2 separate regions of the Cricetulus griseus genome follow, and region 1 is linked to region 2. Evidence: chromatin contacts called from public Hi-C data. All regions are on one chromosome and are shown on one strand. Each heading gives the region's core, a stretch centred on a gene start, on an enhancer-like site or on the middle of the called end of the contact. The rest is flanking DNA. Distances are from core to core; before and after follow the strand shown.

Region 1 (5,067 bases), core at 1,720-4,219, 130 kb after region 2:
CTTGTTCCATCAACTCAAATGTTAGTCTCCTCTGGAAACATCCTCACAGACACACCTATGAAAGAGCTGGGCTGCCAATACCCCAGACACACTGACACATTAAAAATTAGCCCTCACACTGTGGGATGTCCCTCCCTCTCTCCCAAAGAATAGCAAGCTGTCAGCTCTTGTGTCTTGTGTGCCTAAACTTGCACTTTCGCTTTCCCCCAGTGATATCTTCCTGCAATTTAATTTTTTTTAAAAAGCAGCACGTATTACTTTGTCATCAGAAAATAAGGCAATAAAAGCATATATAAAAAGAATGCTAACCAAGCTGGAGTTGGTTCACCTTTATTGGTTCGCAAACAGTAAATTACAGCACAATAATGAATGGGGCCAAGGGCAAAGTCTCATAGGAGTCATGGAAAGTGAGAGTGGAGAGGAATAAACCACCCTCCACCTGCCTGCTAGCCTCCAGATGACATGGTTTTCTGTCCTCACGTTCCAGGGCTCCCACCACCACATCCCTACCATGTCACTCATTCATTCTACAAGCACCAGACCCTTTTGCATAAACTAAGAATCACAAGGAGTGTTCTGCACCAACTGTCTCAGACGGTTATAGGAAGCCTTCATTGCTCTTTTTAGGTTAGGACGACAAGGCTTAGAGGTAAAGCAAGTCGGAGAGGCAAAGTTACTTACTTGGACCTAAACCAAGAGAGGTGAAAACCATTGGCTGAGTCCTTGAGGCTGGTAGACTCCTTGCCTAGTGTGCGCTTGGTTTTGAAAAGCATACTCAGCATAGCTCTCCACCTCCAAATGCGGAGGAGAGCTTGGAAAAGTCACTAAACTCTTCATCAACTCCCCCACCTCCTTAGGATAAAAACATATAAGGACACCTTTTGCAAATTAAGTGCTTTGTATGTTGTAGTGGGGGAAGAAATCCATTATCCCAGCCCTCTAGGGACTGGGTGTCACTCATCTCTGGCTCTCCTGCTGCTCTCCTCCATTAGTGTTTATCTCCAGGGCTGTCAGCGCATACTCAGGACCATCCTCTTGCACAAACCCCTCTCCACCCAGTCTGGGACCTCCTTGAAGACAGAAACGATGCTGATTCATTCCCGGTGCTTTTCTGCCCTTAATGCAGCGTCTGGCACGCATCTCTCCATTCCTTCACTCTTTCATTTCACGACAAATGGCTGAGTGTTTAACACATCAATGCTACACAGTCTGCCCTTTAGCAGAGGTCCCTGTCTTCCTGAACTTTGGGACTTCTGAGGAGGAGAGACAGGGCATCGAATACAATTGTTTAATGATATTAGTCACAAAGAATCAGGCCATATGCTGTGAGGGATAGAGGGATTCAGAGTGGGGAGTCTGGGAGAGCTGGCAGACTCCTGTAAGAGGACATGGCCCGGAAGCGCAGAGAAGCTAATGAACCTACTTAAGGTCACGCAGCTGGTAAGAGAGAAAGCTGGGGCTTAAGTTGGAGAATGACTGATTCCAACGACCATGCTATGCTAAAAAACACCGCCCTTGTATGTCCTCCATTTTTTTCGGGGATCAAGGTCTGCCGGTCACAGTAGCCTCTAGGTCCAGAACTGTCTTTGAGGTCTCCACCATCAAGAAACTAAATCTCCGGGAGCAAGAACAAAGTTAAGACTAAAAAAGACACCCGGAGTCTAACACCAGCGGGTCCAGCAATTCCTAGCGGTGCTGCGGACCACTCACCTACACACCCTCAGCATGTCGCCCCCTCCAAGAGCGCCCTGGGCCCGAGCCCTCCCTCCCTGCGCCTTGGCAGGCGCAGTGGCGCCTGCAGGATCCCGGCCACGCGGCTGCCGCACTGGCGCAGGGCTGGGGCTGCGGCAAGGGGCGCGCTGCGGCGGTGACAGCTCTCTGCAGCCTGGGACGCCGCGATGCTACAGCTCCGGCTTTTCCCACCCACGGGCAGGGCGTTCCCGCCAGCCCGCTTCCTGCAGCCGAAGGCCGGGGCGGAGGGCCCCGGGGCCTGGCAGGCCGGGTTCCTGGCTTTCTCTGCGTTTCCTGAGCCGGACGACCGGGGGATGGGACCCGCGGCGCAAAGCTCCTTCCCCGGAACGCGGCCAGGAAGCCGCGTCCTTGTGAACTCCGGGTCCTCCTCTGCCGGGAACGCGCCGGTGGGTGGGGGAGAGGGGGCGTGCGGTGACAGTCCTTGCACCGCGACGGGAGGCCACACATTTATCCCAGGGAGGCAGAGCCCACAGTGCGGCCAGATTCCAACCCCCTGAGGTCAGTCTGTTAACTCCATCCTTCAGATGAGAACACTGAGGCTGACAAAGGAGGGGCAAGCGCCAGGTTGCGTGGAGATCAGAGGACCGCTTAGAGGATGCCATTCTAACTCAAGTCGTCCTGCTTATCATAAGAGACTTTACCCACTGGGCCAGGAATCTGACAACCAGAGATCCTGTGGGTTCTTCATCATACAGCTATGTAACTCAGCTAGGAATTTGACTCCAGGCTCCCGTTTCCAGACCTCAGGCCATTCCATTCATTACACTGCCTCCCAGCTCTAGTTCAGTAACCCGGAAGGCTAAAACCTTACCTCATTTCTTATGAGTCCCCCAGATGCCCACGGCACACAGCAGTTAACTCGAAGAAGACTATGGAACCTGGAATCCAAGCTAAAACTTTCCACAACCTTAAAAACTAGTGAAAATTCAACCTCTCTTGGACTTTTTCTGATCATGGCGTTCTCCATATTTTCTTCCCTTGTGAACAAAAGTCTGGTTTAAACTGCAAATGTAAAGCCAGTAAGTAAATGGCTCATCCCACTCAAACATAAGGACCTGACTTGCTCACGCCAGCACCCAGAAAAAAAGCTGGCTGTACACCTTGAGTTCAAGGCCAACCTGGTCTACAAAGCTATTCCAGTACAGCTAGGGCTACACAGAGAAACCCTGTTTCAAAAAACAAACAAAAACGACAACGATTACTACAACAAAAAGGCTGGGTGTGACTGCCTGAACCTGGAATGCTATCACCAGGAAGTAGAGACAAACAGATTCCTGAAGCTCATTGGCTAATCTGCCTAGCTAAACCAATGAGCTTCAGTTTCACTGAGAGACCCTAGCTCTAAAAATAGTGACTGAGTGACTGAGGAGGGATGTTGACTTTTGGCCTCATATGTATGTACACACAACAAACACAATTTTTTGTTTGTTTGTTTTTTGGAGACAGGGTTTCTCTGTGTAGCTTTGGTGCCTATCCTGGCACTCGCTCTGGAGACCAGGCTGGCCTCGAACTCACAGCGATCCGCCTGCCTCGAGTGCTGGGATTAAAGGCGTGTGCCACCAATGCCCGGCAACAAACACAATTTTTTAAAAAATGTAAATGTGTGTGTGTGTGTGTGTGTGTGTGTGTGTGTGTGTGTGTGTGTGTGTGTGTGTACCTGAGTGCAGGTGTCTTAAGGAGAACAGGTGAGGATGTCAGATTTCCTGGAGCTATAGTTACAGATTTTTGTAAGATGCCATGTAGGTGCTGGGAACTGAACCCGGGTTCTCTTCAAGAGCAGCCAGTGCTCTAACTACTGAGCCAACTCTCTAAGCTCTCCGCCACCCCACCCCACCCTTATTCTTTTGAGACAGGCTCTTTCCCTGACCCTAAAGCTCACTGAATCAGATAGGCTGGCTGGCCAATAAGCTCCAAAGATCCATTTCCCCAGTACTGAGATTACAGTGACACAAACATTTTTATCTCCCGAGCCATCTCCTCATCCCTAAATGCCTCTTTTACCCATGTTTCCTCACAAACAAGGCCAGCCCATTTTCCTTCTTGTGGCCAGTCTACATCCATATATAGAGGAGCTGGACCTGTGTCAGTTATTCATTAAAGAGGCCTCCCCTCCATGTTTAGAGCTGTTTCAGAGGAAAGCAGCCCAGACTACATTTTTCCAGCCCTTCTTGCAATTGCAATGTGATTCCTTTCTGCCAATCAGACAGTGGCAAGGATGACGTGGCGCCCCATCCAGGCCAACGAACGTGGTTAAGAAGTATGCATGTGCTCTCCCATCTGCCAATTGGATGTCAACACCAGGGTGACCTTGGAAGCCACATATTGAACGTGGCAGAGCCTGAGTCAATCTGGGTTTTACTCCATCCCTACACTGGCCAGGGAGTACATTTGAAAGAGCGTCATTTTTCTACCTTTTCAAATGGAAGTGTACTGTGTGGAAGTGCATGTGTGGGTGTCCGTAGAGAGCCCTAAGACTGATGTCGTGTATCTTTCTTCATCACTCTCCACCTGAAGAATTGAGGCAGGGTCCCCCACTGGACCCAGGGCTCACTGGTTTTGCTACTCTAACTCTCTGGCTTGCTCCGGAGATTCCATCTCCTCTTCCATGCCCTGGGATTCTAGTTGGGCTGGGTTTGGGGAGGATCCAAACTCCAATCCTCAGGCATGTGACAAGCGCTTCACCCACTGAGCCACTGGAAGAGCCTCTGTTTAGTTAGGCACTGAGAAGTCAGGGCTGCTCTCTGTAGCTCTAGCATCCTTTCATGGACACAGGGTTAGCTTGGTTTACTGTTCTCTCCACTGGAAGACACTCATCTTGCAGACTGTGACCAGCCGCCTCAGCTGGTTAGGTCTCTATTCATCCCATAAATGCCTTATGTCCTGCTGATTCCAAAAGAGGTGGAGGTGGTTTCCGCTGCAGCCTAAAGACCATTTGATCAATAATTAAAGAGTAGGAATCAAGGAGTAATGAAAGCCTGGGCAGAAGGCCAGAGGAGAAGGAAGGAAGAAACATGAAAATATGACTACAGTGGCAAGGTGATGGAAAGTTTTCTAAGGACAGAGACTGTGGTCTAACCCAAACGGTGCTGAGTTTCCTGGTGACTGCCTGGAAACTTTCCTGGTTTGCTTTGACTGAAGCAAAGAAGGAAACAGGATGTGTTTCGAATTGTATAGGAAGTAGTAAACGTGATTAAGTGCACAGGCCCAGGAGACAATATTATGTTAATTAACACACACACACAAACACACACACACACCGTGCTGAAGACTGAATTTAGAGCCTTCTGCCTACTAGACAAATTCCCTATCATTAAG
Region 2 (5,039 bases), core at 848-3,347:
CATGAGACATATGTTGTACTGTGATTACTTGTTTTTTTTTTTTCTCACAAAGCTTTTTTTGTTAGAATTTTTTATTTGAATTAGAAACAAGATTGTTTTACATGTAAATCCCAATTCCCTCTCTCTCCTCTCCTCCCCTACCACCTCCCCAACTAAAACCCTACCTATCACATATCCTTTCTGCTCCCCCTGGAGGGTGAGGCCTTCCATAGGGCGTCATCAGAGTCTATCGTATCCTTTAGGATAGGGCCTAGGCCCACACCCATGTGTCTTGGCTCAGGGAGTATTCCTCTATGTGGAATGGGCTCCCAAGGTCCACACCTATGCTAGCGATAAGTACTGAACTACTACAGGAGGTCCCGTAGATTTCCGAGGTTTCCTCACTGAAACCCATGTTTCTGGGGTCTGGATCAGTCCCATGCTGGTATCCCAGCTATCAGTCTGGGGACCAAGAGATCCCCGATGTTCAGGTCAGCTGTTTCTGTGGGTTTCACCAGCCTGGTCTGGACCTCTGTGCTCGTCACTCGTCCTTCTCTGCATCTGGGTTCCAGTTCAGCTCAGTGATTAGTTGTGGGTGTCGGCTTCTACTTCCACCAGCTGCTGGATGAGGACTCTAGGATGGCATATAAGTCAGTCATCAATCTCATTATCAGGGGAGGGCATTTAAGGTAGCCTCTCCTCTGTTGCTTAGATTGTTAGCTGGTGTCATCTTTGTAGATCTCCAGACCTTTCCTTAGTGCCTGATTTCTCTGTAAACCTAAAATGTCTCCCTCTATTACGGTATCTCCATTCTTATTTTCTTCAATTCTTTGCCTGACTCAACCTTTCTGCTCGCTCATGTCTTCCTCACCCCTCCTCTCCTTCCCTTCTCATTCTCCTAGCTCCCTCCCCCCTCTTCCCGTGCTCCCAATTTGCTCAGGAGATCTTGTCCCTTTCCCCTTCTCCAGGGGACCAAGCATGTCTCTCTTAGGGTCCTCCTTGTTTCCTAGCTTCTCTGGCAGTGTGGATTCTCACAGAGCTTTTTAAAAAGGTCTGTTCATGTAGTTGAATTAGTTTTGGTGAATACTTACACCCCTGTAGATATTACCCTAATTGCACTATGGAATTTCTTCCCAGCAAATTCTTCTACTGTTTTGCAGTCAACTTTCCCACTGTGGAAGAATTAAACTACCTGTAAGAGGGTGCTGGACCTTAGTAGGCCCTGGAACCCTAACACAACTGACTTCATGGTGGAAAGCACCATTCAGGTTGTAAAACTCAGCACACAGACAGCACCATCTGCCAAAACTAAAACAAAGGCCTAATTCCATCAAAGTCCATAGCTCTGGGAAATGTAAACCTTGCTTTTTGGCATTTGTAGTTCTGCTTCTGGCTAACTGTTCTTGTTAACTGAAGCATGTCAACCCGGGACATGGTTTTTGTGCTTGAATGCTCACCCTGAGAAAGGCTCAGGGCTACAACTGAGATCCCAAACACCCAGTAGTTGCCAGCAGGCGGATAAAGATTTTTTATTAGCTTAAACTCACTTCTGAGCAGTCTTCCCTGGTGATTGTCCCTACAACATGACTCACACACAACTTCCCATACACCTCCACATCCCAGGAATAAAACACCCACCACCACCACATTAGAAAGGACTGACTTAGGTAGAAGAGGTGTTACAAGCCTGGAGATGAGGGACATGGAGGAGGCATGTGTGCGGCGGGGGTGTCTGTGAATGTAGACGGTGTGCTGACCCAAGAAACAAAATGAACAAGACTTGGTGGTAAGAGAGAGTCTACTTTGACTCAGGCCATGATTTCCTTATTTCTATTTTATTACTGTGGAAATCCGTGCATTCTTCATCCCCCCCACCCCCACCCCAGTCCAAACTGGGCGATTATGAAGTTAGTTCCCTAAAGTCCTCCAGTACTACGGATAACCCAGGGCCATACACATGCTAGGCAAGTGCTCTAAAGTTGAGTAACACAGCGTAGGATAATCAGGCGATCGTTAATTAAGTCATCCTTCTTGGTGTTCCCCTGTCTCAAGTTAGGCGGTGAGCTCTCTGTCAGCCACAACTCCATTAATTCAAACCTTGTGCGGCAGTTAGAATTAATGGTATTAGTTGACTTCCTACCGCAGGGGGCGCTCTCCGTCGGCCCGGCTCTCGGAGCGCCGGAGCTCCGCTCTAGCCTCCAGGACGCCGCTCTGTGGCTGCGAGGAGGCCCGGAGGGAGTGGGGGGAGCACCGCTGCGGCTTTTTGTCCTGACGCGGCGGGAGCGCGCGGGGCGCGTGCGCACGCGGAGGTGTCTGGCTTCTCACGGGTCGTGTGAGGTGCGGGGCGGGAAGGCTAGGCGGCTGCGGACCCACGGAGCGGCAGACCGAGCGGCCCCTGCGGCCCGCGGCGGCCAGGCGGCCCGAGATGTTGTCTGGGAAGAAGGCGGCGCGGCGGCGGCGGCAGCGGCGGCGGCGGCGGCAGCAGCGGCGGCGGCGGCGGCGGCGGCGGCGGCGGCTGGGACTGAGGCCGGGCCCGGATCGGCGAGCGGCGCCGAGAACGGCTCTGAGGTGGCCGCGCCAACCGCGGGCCTGGCGGGCTCCACCGACGTCGCCACGGGGGCGGCGGGCGAGCGCACGCCCCGAAAGAAGGAGCCTCCGCGGGCCTCGCCGCCCGGGGGCCTGGCCGAGCCTCCCGGATCCGCCGGGCCCCAGGCGGGGCCCACGGCCGGGCCCGGCTCCGCGACGCCCATGGAGACGGGAATAGCCGAGACCCCCGAGGGCCGACGGACCAGCCGGCGCAAGCGGGCGAAGGTGAGGCCAGGCCCAGCCGCTGGCTCCCGGGCCGGGAGTCGGGGCGGCGGGAGAGGGGAGGCCCGGCCTTTGTGCGGGGACCCGGGGTATGGGGCGCAGGAGGGTGTGACCGTGACTTCCGACTGGGAAAGATGGCTTCCCGACGCGTCGGTCCACCTGTGTGGCTGTTGTGCCCGGACATCGAGCGGCTTCTAGTCTGGGTGCACGCGGGAGCTGGAGGTGATGCTCCAGAGTCAAGGGACATGAGAAGGAAGGGGCTTTTTTTTTTCTTTGATTTTAAAAGGTATTGCTGTACGCCAGGTGTTTAAAAATTTTTTTTCCCCTCTCACAGTGGTCTTTGGCGTAGACTATTTAAAAAAACAAAACAAAACATTTATTTCTTGTCTGTGTGCGAGTGGAGATCATAGGACAACTCGCCTGAGTAGGTTTTTGTTCTTCCACCGTTCTCAGGAATCGAACCGAATTTGTCAGGCTTGGCGGCAAACGCTGTCGGAGGCCTCGGGTAGGCTTTTACAGATGTGGAAGCGGATGAAGAATGCTCATAGCAGTTGGTCACGGTACTAATGCAAAGATAAAGATTTGGCACCAAATCCAACACCATACAGATAACCTCTGTCTGACACCTCTGTGTGCCAGATGGTGCATTTGGCACACAGCCAACGTTTTCGTTTTGCCAAACATCACTGAACCGGTATTGTTAGCTTCATTTTAAGAATGAGTAAACTGAGGTTTACAGTTTAAAAGTTTGGTGTTTTGACAAGGTGTCATTTCGTTACTGAATCAAAGAGCACCTGGGGCAGTGATATTGCTAAGCATTGGCATGGCTTTACTGCACAGACTTTGGCGTTTTCTGGAGAGTTCCTAATCCGATAGAGAAAACTGGAAATACATGTGGGTATATAATGAATACATTAAGTAGTCTGGGGATGTAGCTGGATGGCACAGCATTTGCCTTGCATGATTGAGGCCCAGAGTTTCTGTCCACAGCACTGCAAATGAATATATCAATCAGTACTAGTGTTAAATAAAGGTCGACTTAGGTAATCTCTCCTTGAACTCCTGCTGTACTGGGGAACTGTATGTGCTAGACAGATTTTCTACCACTGTACTATATCCCCCTTTTATTTTGATGCTCAATTGTCCAGATTAAACCCTGAGTTTACTTTGTGGCCTAGACAGGGCTTGAATTTGTGATCCTCCTTTGTCAACCTCCCAAATGACTGGGATTCTGGGCCAGCCTCATTTTTGATCTGACTTCTTACTATGTTTCTCAGTTTGATCTCAAACTTACATAATCGACACATCCACTTAGGCTTGCAGAGTATACAGGATGACTGGTTTACACCATTTTGCCAGGCTGCTGTGTATCAAGTTGGTGGGATGAGGAGCATCTTGAGATGAGTGTTTGCAGAGAGCCCTCAGTTTCACCTACCTGCTCCATGCGCACTGCTTAGTAAAATGAGTTTGGAGGGCAGGGCACACTCCTTTAATCCCAGTACTCAGGAGGCAGAGGCAGGTGGATCTCTGTGAGTTCAAGACCAGCCTGATCTACAAGAGCTAGTTCCAGGACAGCTTCCAAAGCCACAGAGAAACCCTGTCTCGACTCTCCCTCTCCCCCCACCCCCACAAATGAGTTTGGAGGAAGGACTTTTTTGTATGCACTTTCATCAGAGCATGGATTAGAAAGGTGGGATACTGGGACTGGAATGGTTTCAGTACAGATGGAGGAGAGGAAGGGGATGAGGGAGGGTCAACCAAAACAAATTATGAATGAAAATGCTATAAGGAAACCGACCTAACATGTTTTTAACTCCCGTCCCCTCTAGAATCTTGTTTTTAACTTCCAAAGAAACTGCACGTGGGAAAGCAAAAGACACACAGTGGACACCGCTTCCAACGAGATAATTTGAACATATTTCAATCAGCCAGCATTATTTTTTGTTGTTGTTGTTTTGTGTGGGTTTCTGGTTTTTTTGTTTTGTTTTAGAGGCATTAAAAAAAAAAGCACAGAGGTTGATGACTTCAACCTTTAGAAATGAAACAAGGCAGAGCCCAGTAGGGTTCCATTTTATCAATTCAGTTGAAAGTGTAGCCAGAAACAGATTTGAGATAATTTAGAACAGATTTGAGATAATTCACGTGCTAATGCTGTTTTTTAAATATGTATTCATAAGATAAAATCAGCATCACAGTCAGTTTAGAACGTTTTCACTGTTTCCCAGAGAAACAGTTGGTATCTTTTCTCATCC

The links. Hi-C and Micro-C count contacts between places; a contact is called where the count stands out from the background.
Region 1: a Hi-C map of the CHO-K1 cell line shows a contact between it and region 2, with 2.0 times the contacts expected there. The contact joins the promoter of Luzp1 here to the promoter of Kdm1a in region 2. A contact is called at or near these places in 3 of 8 Hi-C or Micro-C datasets (the CHO-K1 cell line and fibroblasts).

What each region holds. Positions count from the first base shown.
Region 1 is chr2:16,845,984-16,851,050 of CriGri-PICRH-1.0, forward strand. Luzp1 (leucine zipper protein 1) reads right to left here and starts at 2,970. Exons shown (of 5, transcript XM_027399741.2): 1 at 2,564-2,970.
Region 2 is chr2:16,712,581-16,717,619 of CriGri-PICRH-1.0, forward strand. It overlaps Kdm1a (lysine-specific histone demethylase 1A), which reads left to right and starts at 2,098. Exons shown (of 20, transcript XM_027399742.2): 1 at 2,098-2,790. The coding sequence starts at 2,098.